3 separate regions of the Zea mays genome follow, and all the other regions are linked to region 3. Evidence: chromatin contacts called from public Hi-C data. All regions are on one chromosome and are shown on one strand. The core of a region is the stretch at or near the end of the contact, and the rest is flanking DNA. Distances in the headings are between cores, read along the strand shown.

Region 1 (3,412 bases), core at 653-3,152, 270 kb before region 3:
AATCCCAGTAGAGCTGGCTAGCAACAAAACCTCCCTAAAAAACACAGAAAATATTTGAATGCAGACATGGATAGCATTGAGAAAGATCACATTGTTGTAACAAAGCTGTTTCTCCTTTCTGTGAAATATTGTAAAATATTTATTCCTCTTATTAATATAATGATACGAAGGTCTCCTAAGAAAAAAAATATTTCACCAAACTAGTAAAATGACATCGATCTTGTTCTCCAAAACTCAATTGCTGCAAATAGTTAGCAGTTTTTTTTTCAGAAAATGGAACTGTTTCCGGCCTCTATTTTAGTTTCTGTATTTGACAATTTAGGGACTAAAATGAAATAAAATGGAGGGACTAAAAATTAGTCATTAGAAACCAAACACCCTCTAAGTTACAAAAAGTTAGCATATATTACCTCCGTTCTTGAATATTTGTCATCCGCTAGCTCACTTTTGAACTAAAATGCGACAAATAAAAAAGAACAGAGGGAGTACATAACAACTTTTAGCTATTTATGTAACTTATGGCTGTGACAAACAATGTGGCAATATCATCCTCTTTGTCATTAATTGAGCACTATAGCCTTTATTCATCAAAGGTTCAACTTATAGACACATATGCAACAGGTACAGTCAAAAAATAGGTCATACAAGATGACAACAACCTGTTTGCATAAGTAGCTCTGAAACATGTTAGCACAGGATGCAAGGTTGAATAGAGACTCACCAACGCTTACACGCGATATGTTCCAGTCTCTACACGACTGAAGCGACTCTGCAAGTGAGGTGTTCTCTGGTGAAATACAGCATGAACCATCCTGAGACTTGCCATTTTGGTTGGCAGGGTTGCCAAAGCCAGAACAACCAATAGCTTCAATCGCATCACCAGAAATCGATGGCTTCTCCAAGTCAATCACTCCGTGATAAGCATCGGATTTTCTCCAAACTGAAGTCCTAACATCTGAAGTCAGTTCCACAGATTCGGAGAACGGTTTGCGTTTATTGAAATTGGTGGAAACTTCTTGGGTTTGATTGCGCCTCGAACCCAAATCCATCTGGGGCACCAAAAAATCCTTCTTTAGCAAGACAAATTTAGACTATCTTACATGGGAGAGAAAAGAAATCTAGCTGTTCCTCTCACCAGCTTATGCTCACGGATCGAGTGCAGGCTACTTCGTGAACTGCTAGATTGCTTCCAGAAAGAAGGATAAAACTTCTTCAGATCCTCCATCTGCAAAAAAAAAAATAAAATAAAAGATATCACATCGCATTCACGTTCGTCGCCACCCAAAGTAACCTTACAGTCCAATTTCACCCAAGCTGTTAACCCTAACTCAACGGGCTTATACAACCATAAACAAGAAACCAACCTTAATTGGACAAGCAACCAAATCTCCATATCATTTTTCTGTTGTCCCCGTGGAGAACAACCACTCCTTTAGCTACCGAAGCAACGGGAAAAGCTCTAGTATATACGGAAAAACAGGAAGGCATAAAAAGAAAGGATTATGGCGCATAATAAACAGGGGGGAAAAAAGGAAACCTTTCCGTGGCGGCGATACTTCTTTGTCGCGCCTCCCCTCGTCGAGCTCGGTCTGGATCTTCTCAATTCTTTCGCGGCTGGATACTGCTGGAGGCAGGCGGCTGTCCGTACCGTCAGGCCAGCCCCTGCGGCTTCTTCTCTCTCTCTTTTTTTTTCCTGCTCCTTTCCTGTTTCTCTCTCGGCTCACATGCTCTCTTTTTTTTCACCTGCTATGATTTTGATTTACTGATGCATGGCCGCATGGGTAGTGGGAGATGGGGATGGAGATAGGGATTGATACCTCTCGTTAGTCTAATCTTCTCTAGGGGATCTGCTTACCTGTGACTGCTGCTGCATATGCATGCAAGGAGCGAGGTGGGCTTGGGGACGGAGATGCGTCAAATCTGCCACTTTAATCACACAGTTCCGGAGGAGAAAGTAGGTGCTGTTGGTTGTTACTTGTATTTTGTATTAAAACACGTGTACGGATGATCTGCGTTCCGAAAAGCCACTAGAGTTCAGTCATCGACCAATTAAAAAAATGATAATTTTTGCATCAAGGAGTCCATTTTTTTTTGTCTCAATGTAATTTTGCCGTCAATATCTAACCAGTGTTCGAAAATAAAAATAAAAACCCACGGAGATATCTCGAGTTCAGTTATTTGTTTGGTTGGTTGGATGTGCCTCCAACACTGACAGTGATGGCTGATGGTATGGTCCACTGCAGCAAATACATGGTACTACCCGGCAGGAGTATACAATAGAAAAGCAACAGAAATAATAATCAAGTGGCGGAGGACAGCAAAGGCTGGCATAGGGGGAATACGGGAAGTGTACTATCTGAACAATTTCTAGGGCGGGGCGGGGATGCTTTGCCCCCAAAAAAGCCCCTCGTGTTTTGTTCCCTCACCTCCCGTTGCTTCACGAAGTAGACGATCTCTGACGAGGTCAGCCCAAGCCAGTGTTAAGTAATGCAACCGGCAATTGCTTGGTGGCAAAATTGTTACTGTTTGGTTGCCTGTCTTTGGTGAAAGGATGGCCTTGATTGCGAAATTATTGTTTTGGTTGCCTTTCTTTGGTGATAGGATGACCATGCTGTTGTATATCCATGGAGGTGGCACTGATCTTCTCCCTTTTCCTACACGTCTACTCCTACACTTTCGTGCTTCTCTAAATAAAAAGCCAATGCACACAATTTTACTTGTACCCAGTGCCGGACGTAGTACGAGAATTCATCGATGCAAAAAACATATGACAAAATCAAATAAGACAGTAAAAAACTAGTATTATGTAATTTAAATTTTATATCAATACATGATACAAGATCGGACATGTTGGGTGGACCGGCGTCGCGATGATGGCGAGCGGGATAAGGACACCGGGAAGGGAGCGTGATTGGGCGACATCGCATCGTGTGACGTCGGGAAAGGGGCGTTAGGGCATACTGGCTCGAGCAGCGTCTAGAAGAATGAGACCGAATGAATAGATGCAAAAACTAGGCTGAGGAGGAGGACGGATGTTAGGAGGACTAAACCAATTCGACGAGAAGGCCTATAATAGGACTGTATTAGCCCACCCAAAATTTTGATTTTTTCTATACATAACAGTAAATGAACCTCATACCCCCTTTGGAATACAAGATTGGTGAAATGTAGGAACAAGAAAAATGTGTAGGAATAAATTGCTTAACACTTGCAATTCTATAGGAATTAAAAATGCGAAAACTTCTAATAGAGCATTTTGGATGCAATATAGAAAGAACACAACAATTAGAGGAAAGAGATAGACACACAAAAAAATCTCGAAGAGGTTGGACGTCAAGTTAGAAATCCTTCAAAATCACACTACAATAGGTTATTCCATAGGAATTTTTATAGGATTTGCATGACCTCAATC
Region 2 (3,183 bases), core at 342-2,841, 380 kb after region 3:
AGCAAAGTATAGATAGGACATGGATGCTGGAGCGGAAGGTAGACAGGAAGAGATACATGTTTCACTTGATCCATCGAATGATCCTAAGAGGAAGGTGAAGTCAAAGGATCCTGGTTGGAACTTGGAAGTATGGATTTTGGCCAGATATTGGTTAGGACATTAGGCCTAAGGCTTTAGCCCTTCTGGGACTTAGGGCAGTATGCCATATGCACATATTTATTAGCTACCACTTTAAACTTTATCAGTTATTCACTTTACCATGTATTTGGTGGACTTATATAGCTGCTTGCTACTTGTTGCAAAATGGAAGTATATTTTATTTGCTATTATTTGATGTCATGTATTCATATATGTTGCATTTGCATACTTGCATATTTGCTAGCTGCTGCTGGACAGGACGCCTAGGCAGAGGCGCCTGGCTGGCTACTCGCCTCGCTATGGTGCCGTGAGAACCATGATATAATATCATTTCGTCTGATAAAAACTTTTGAAGTAATATACTATCTTATAGTGACTTACGAATAACCCACGGAAGCTAGTTTTTTAAAAAAAATCATAAGAAACATAGTTATAGGAGGACATATCATGTGCAATCACTCATTTTTGTGCAAGCGTGCAATCAAACTATCCAGAGCATCCAGTCTAGATCCAACGGTTTCATATGGAAGTGGTTAAATGTAAAATAGACACTAGGTTTCAGGTGGAAGGGGTTAAATGTAAAATAACAGTTACCATTAGATCTAGATCGGATGCACCAGATCGCTTGATTGCATGCTTGCACCAGGATAAGTGATTGCATAGGATATTTTCCCTAGTTATAGTAGGTGGAGGGATATCTATAGCACAACAAACACTGGAAGATCGAAATGCAATCAGGGAAACAACGGTTAGCAATGCACACTCACATATGGTATCTTGGAGGCCTTATCGTTCACCACCGCAGCCACACCGAGGGCAGCGAAGAACCCCAGCCCTCCGCACAGCCACGCCAACGCCTCGTACTATCGAGCAGCAAACACACAGAACCAATGAAACAGCCAAATCAGAAACAGTCCAGACGCATATGACGCCGCAACGCACGACGTGTTTGATCAGGTCCCGTAATACCTTGCCGATGTGCGGGGCAAGGCGGTCGATGCAGGGCTCCGGGAAGGGCGTGCCGTTGTCCCACACCAGCTCGTCGTTCACGGGCAGCTGCGACCCAAAACAGAAAAAATCCCCAGAATCCAATCGGTTTGAGACGGCAACTCACTGGCGCGCAGATGAGGAGAGGACGCACGAGCGAGGGTCGGATTTGGATCTGGACTCGGGGTGCGGGAGACTTACGGGTTTGTCTGGGACGATGTGGCGGCCGACGGGGAGGCCCATGCCGGCGCGGTGCCGGAGGGCAGCGGCCGCGGCCGCGGCGCGTGCGCCGCCGCCGCCAAGGACGCGGAACCCTGCTGCGGTTAACCTCCCGGCCATCTCGCTCGCTCGCTCGCTGGCTCTCCGATCAGTGCGAGTCGTCGTGCGGTGAGTTGGGTTGCGCGGCTCGTCGTCGGCGGCGGTGGAGACAGAAGGAAGCTGGGTGGGCTTTGTTCGGGCCTCGTGTGCTGTATCCAGTGGGGGAGAAAACTGGAAGCGGATTTGGCATGTATATTTGGGCCTTGTGGAGTCCACTGGGATAGGCATGCGTTTTGCTGGGCCACGCTTCACTGGGCCTTGCATTGTGAAAAGTGATGATGTTCACGGGGCTTTCACAACACTGCCGCCTGTGGGAAGAAAAAACACTAAAAAATCCACCACAAATATATATGTAGTGTCTTTGTACAGTTCTGTACTACACTTACCACCATCGTACTGTATACTAGTCGCAGTTGTTTATGCGGGCCCCGCAACCCGTCACCGAAGCAGCAACGGGCTATATAGGCATATAGCTAGGTAGGTGTTGTTAACTCGCTGGCAGGTGACGGACTAAACATAGTACCGACAACTGATGCAGATGTTTCCATGAGCACGAAGCAACCACGTCAAAATGATTTTCTTGCCCCCCGCGCTGCCGTCAGCACAGCACAGCACAGCACAGCACAAACCAGGCCGGGCCGCCACGCCAGCTGCTGCCTCGATTCGTCAGTTGAGAGATGCGATCGCCTCCCCCTCAGCAGTACAGTGTATTGTACGTATAGTATATTACGCGAAGAAGAAGTATATATTGTATTGTAGTACGTAGTACCAAAGCTCCCAAGTCCCAATACTTCCGCGGCTACCGAGGGTGAAAAATAAAAGGCGGATACTTTTGTCTCATGGCTTGGACTTTTGCACTGCTACCGGATTTTTTTAAAAAAAACTCGTTCAGCTATAAACAAAACAGCACGAGAGAAACTACAGACACCAGCCAGACCATTTGAAACACAATCAACGTCACCGACTGTGGGAGCGCGCATGCGTCATGCCAGTAAACTGCTCTCGGATTGCAAGTCCCGGCATGAACAACACACACACACAAAAAAAAAAACTATTGGCGGACTCCGACGCCAACCCGCACAGCACCGCACCGACCTGGGTGCATTCAGCTAACCTTGCTGTTAGCCAACCGCCCCGCGGGAGGAGCCGGGCTAATCACTCGATCGTAATCAATCAACCAGTCTGCGAGATCCATGACGGGATAATAAACTATGCGGGGGGCTCACATGGCCTTCAATGCGTGATGTGTCCTGTCTCCTCGTTTCGCGCCAGAGAAACATTGGACCTGCTAGTGGGTTGATCATATCATTGCTTATATTTTCCTTTTTGTTTAACTTCGCTTAGGTGCTATGTATATGTTTACTCGGGCGTTCGGTAACGTAGCGTAATCTAGCCGTAGATATATGCGAAATATGCTGAGTAATAAACTCATCAGCCAGACATGCCCGACATGCTGCGTCAAACAAATGCCATGCACCATGCTAACCAATTAGCCTTGCTCATGCTACGACAACCACTGTTTATAGAGTTAAGTTTAAAATAGAAGATAAAGATAAGTACGATACACCTAGATCGTCCGTGGTAGGGCAGCAGGCTGTCCGCGACGACACAAAAGAGCTCTCAGTTGAACCTGGATCTCGCCTCCCGGGGGAATCTTGTCAGAGAAAGATCCTAGAGTCGTCTTGGGGTCGGTAGGCTAACCAAGATGATCTCTATACGACATATAATCGAATAAAAGTG
Region 3 (3,256 bases), core at 104-2,603:
CGATAATTATGTTGTAATGAACTCTACTAATTATAATGTAATGACCTTTTGTTGGTTCGGTGTTTATGTGTTTCGTTTTTTCAAACAGAATCTGCAATCTCAGAATCTGCGTATCCAAACATCTAGATTCTAACCAACAACTTTTCTCCACAGCAGGCGAACCAAACATCTAGATTCTAACCACCAGCTTCTCTACACAGCCAGCTTTTCTCCACAGCCACCTTTTCAGAAAAGCTATTCAGAAAAAACCGAACCAAACAGGCCCAAGGTGACTCCGGGACGTGGATGTTTAGGCCATAGGTTGATTCCAAAGAAATATAAGGGGTATTTTTGTAATAGTGTTGACATACAACGATATCAGAAACTGATGCTTTATAGTAGTAGAGTTTAACAAATTAATTCCTTTTCTAATTGTTTTATGCTTGAGAGCCCTCCTCCACCAATCAGCAAAGAAAATTTCATTATGGTTAAAGGACCAGAACTCTTCTGATCATAGAAAGAGAGCCGATCTGTTATCAACACCGATTCTAAATTACCAACAATAGATTTTTTCCATGTGAGCGGTGCGCATGTTTTCTAAACCAAAAAAGCTTCACATATGACCACCTGTACAAAATGTTAATGTATGTCCATTGTTACCTCTTGTTGAACTAATGAGTCATAAGCTATGACTCTTGAAAATCTGATTCTAGCAATAAAAGATTTCATACGAACAAGGAAAAAAGAATTTTTTTTATCTATTTTTAGGACAATTGCATCTATTGGGTTCGTATGAACAAGGGAAAAGTTTTTTTTTGCATCTTTTTCATTTTTTGGAAGATTACATCCATTTCCATTGTTGTGGAGGTTTGCATCCATTTTAGGGTTTGTTTGTTTTGCTCTCAATCCAAATGGATTTGGTGAGATTGTGTGAATTTCAATCTCAAACAAGTTAAAATCTTTCATATTTTTTTTCCAATCCCATTCAGTCCACATGTGATAAAAATAATCGAATAAACCCTTAATTAGCCGTCAATTGGAATCTTGAAGTGTGTTTGGTTAGATGTACATGAAGCGATGGAAGAGACGGTCACAGTTTCTAAGTATTTAGATAAGAGTTACGTGAGAGCGAGGTAAACACCAGAGTAATTTTTTGGTGGTGGCGTGATCCAAAAAAATCGAAAGGACAATATTATATTGTCTTATTCTACTTTGGCATCAAACAAAGCACATCTTTCATTCGACAGAATTGGGGTCATGCAGCCTTACCCACCCTTTCCAGTTCACCAGGTTGACAGTTGGGCCCACGATCCCTAGCCCATATTCAATCAGACTGAGCTCCCACGCCGTTTCTTCTCATCACGGCACTTCCACTGGAGGGCCACACTTCTCTTTTGAGGACCAGTCCACCGTCCACTCCCAGAGTCCAAAACCCTACGATCCGCGCCACCATGCCGCGCCTCGCCGCCGCCGCCGCCGTCTCACGCCGCGCCGGCGAGGCCCTGCGCCGCGGCGCGTTTGGGGGACTGCGGCCTCTCTCCTCCCTGCAACCGTTAAACGCCGCCTCCAGCGACGAGGTAACTAAGCGCCTGGCCGGGCCCGCCGTCGTGGCATCCTCCTTTGCCAATGGAGGCTTGGGGTTCGGTAGCTGATACGTATCTTGCGCAGGTGCTCGTTGAAGGAAAGACAAGTGCGCGCGCTGCCGTGCTCAACCGCCCTGGCTACCTCAACGCCCTCACCACCACCATGGTTCGTCCCCATTTCCTCGCGTACTATAGTAGGTAGTTGTTGGTGCGCAGTTTTGTTTTGGTGGACGGTGGTGATTGGAATTCTCATTGTTCAATGAAATGCTTTACATTGAAGAATTCTCTTCAAAGAGGGCAGGAAACTCCTGCAATTCACCTAACTTAAGAAGAAAAGAATGGACCCAGCTTAGGCCTTGTTCGGTTATTCCTATTCCATGTGGATTGGATGTGATTGGAAAAAAATTATGAAGGATTTTGACTTGTTCAGGATTGAAACCCGCTCAATCCCACCCAATCCACATGGATTGAGAGCAAAACGAACAAGCCCTTATAGGGAAACTGGGCCCAAAAACCTTACAGCTGCACTGTTTAGTAGGAGGAAAACTAGCAAAATGCTTTACATAGTTGTGCGGTGGTGGGGTTCCGGCTCACTGAACTGTATGTGTGCTGTTTGATCAAATGAGTCGGTTGTCATGCTTCATAGTGGTTTGGTGCCCCTGCTATCATTTGCAGAGCACGTGTATAATTTAATGCCCAGGGAGTCATTCATGCTAAGGTGGAGCTTCTGCAGATTGGCTTAGTCCCTTTCTTGCAATGCAAATGATTCTTTGGCTTAGTTTTTTTTCGTGTGTCGACATGTTGACTTTATCATTTTTTCTGTCCATGGGTGTATATATTATAGCTTACAGCTTCACATTGGAAACAATTGATCTGATGCGTGGTAAAATGTCTGTCTTGATAGGGAGCTAGGCTCAATAAATTTTATCAATCATGGGAGGACAACCCAGACATTGGCTTTGTCATGATGAAGGTACGGTGCTTCATCATTTCAGTTCTGCTAATATCACTGACCAAATACAAATTGAGTTGTTCATTGCATGAAGGGCAGCGGCCGAGCATTCTGTGCTGGTGGGGATGTTGTTAGATTACATGAACTTATCAGTGAAGGTGGGTGGTTAGGCCCTGCATAGCATATAGTTCGTATCCCATTGTGAACTGTTGATAGTAATCATTCCATTATATTTCTGTCACCTGCTTATCCTTTTTAGTGAACTGTTTGCTTTTGCTTTCACAAAACAGCAGCAAGCTATTACGATGAGATAATTCAGCAAAATAACTCTCCATTTGCTTGCTTGTTGAACCCACTTTATTTTTCTCTAGAAAAGGTCAATGGAAAGAACACAAATCAAAGGTTTTTTAATCCAATTTATTGCACAAGAAGTTTCTCAATTTTGGATGGTCCACAGTAAACTTGTGCATTCCAAAAATGTTTTGTGATGTCCAAATTTACCTTAAATTTGATCTTTTTTCCTTTATCAGGCAAGCTGGAGGAATGTAAGGATTTTTTCAAGACTTTGTACATGTTCATTTATTTTCTGGGCACGTACTTGAAACCACATGTAAAGTATATGGATTCAGAACTATTCTCTTGTTATGATTCATTATAATATTTTTTATTTGACATCTGAGATTGCATTTATCTGCCAATATAGGTTGCCATTCTTGATGGCATTACTATGGGTGGTGGTGGA

The links. A called contact is a pair of places that touch in the nucleus more often than the background predicts.
Region 1: a Hi-C map of ear shows a contact between it and region 3, with 3 times the contacts expected there. The contact joins the promoter of LOC100278787 here to the promoter of LOC100382650 in region 3. A contact is called at or near these places in 5 of 25 Hi-C or Micro-C datasets (bundle sheath, ear, endosperm and 2 more).
Region 2: a contact with region 3 is called in a Hi-C map of endosperm, with 2.5 times the contacts expected there. The contact joins the promoter of LOC100274725 here to the promoter of LOC100382650 in region 3. A contact is called at or near these places in 3 of 25 Hi-C or Micro-C datasets (ear, endosperm and tassel).

What each region holds. Positions count from the first base shown.
Region 1 is chr1:90,301,480-90,304,891 of Zm-B73-REFERENCE-NAM-5.0, reverse strand. LOC100278787 reads right to left here and starts at 1,902. Exons shown (of 4, transcript NM_001151950.2): 1 at 1,538-1,902; 2 at 1,136-1,225; 3 at 722-1,049. The coding sequence starts at 1,225.
Region 2 is chr1:89,660,030-89,663,212 of Zm-B73-REFERENCE-NAM-5.0, reverse strand. It overlaps LOC100274725 (NADH dehydrogenase [ubiquinone] 1 beta subcomplex subunit 8 mitochondrial), which reads right to left and starts at 1,591. Exons shown (of 4, transcript NM_001149025.1): 1 at 1,327-1,591; 2 at 1,108-1,194; 3 at 906-1,001. The coding sequence starts at 1,464.
Region 3 is chr1:90,034,898-90,038,153 of Zm-B73-REFERENCE-NAM-5.0, reverse strand. LOC100382650 reads left to right here and starts at 1,353. Exons shown (of 14, transcript NM_001361671.1): 1 at 1,353-1,556; 2 at 1,648-1,728; 3 at 2,467-2,535; 4 at 2,609-2,672; 5 at 3,045-3,124; 6 at 3,218-3,256. The coding sequence starts at 1,431.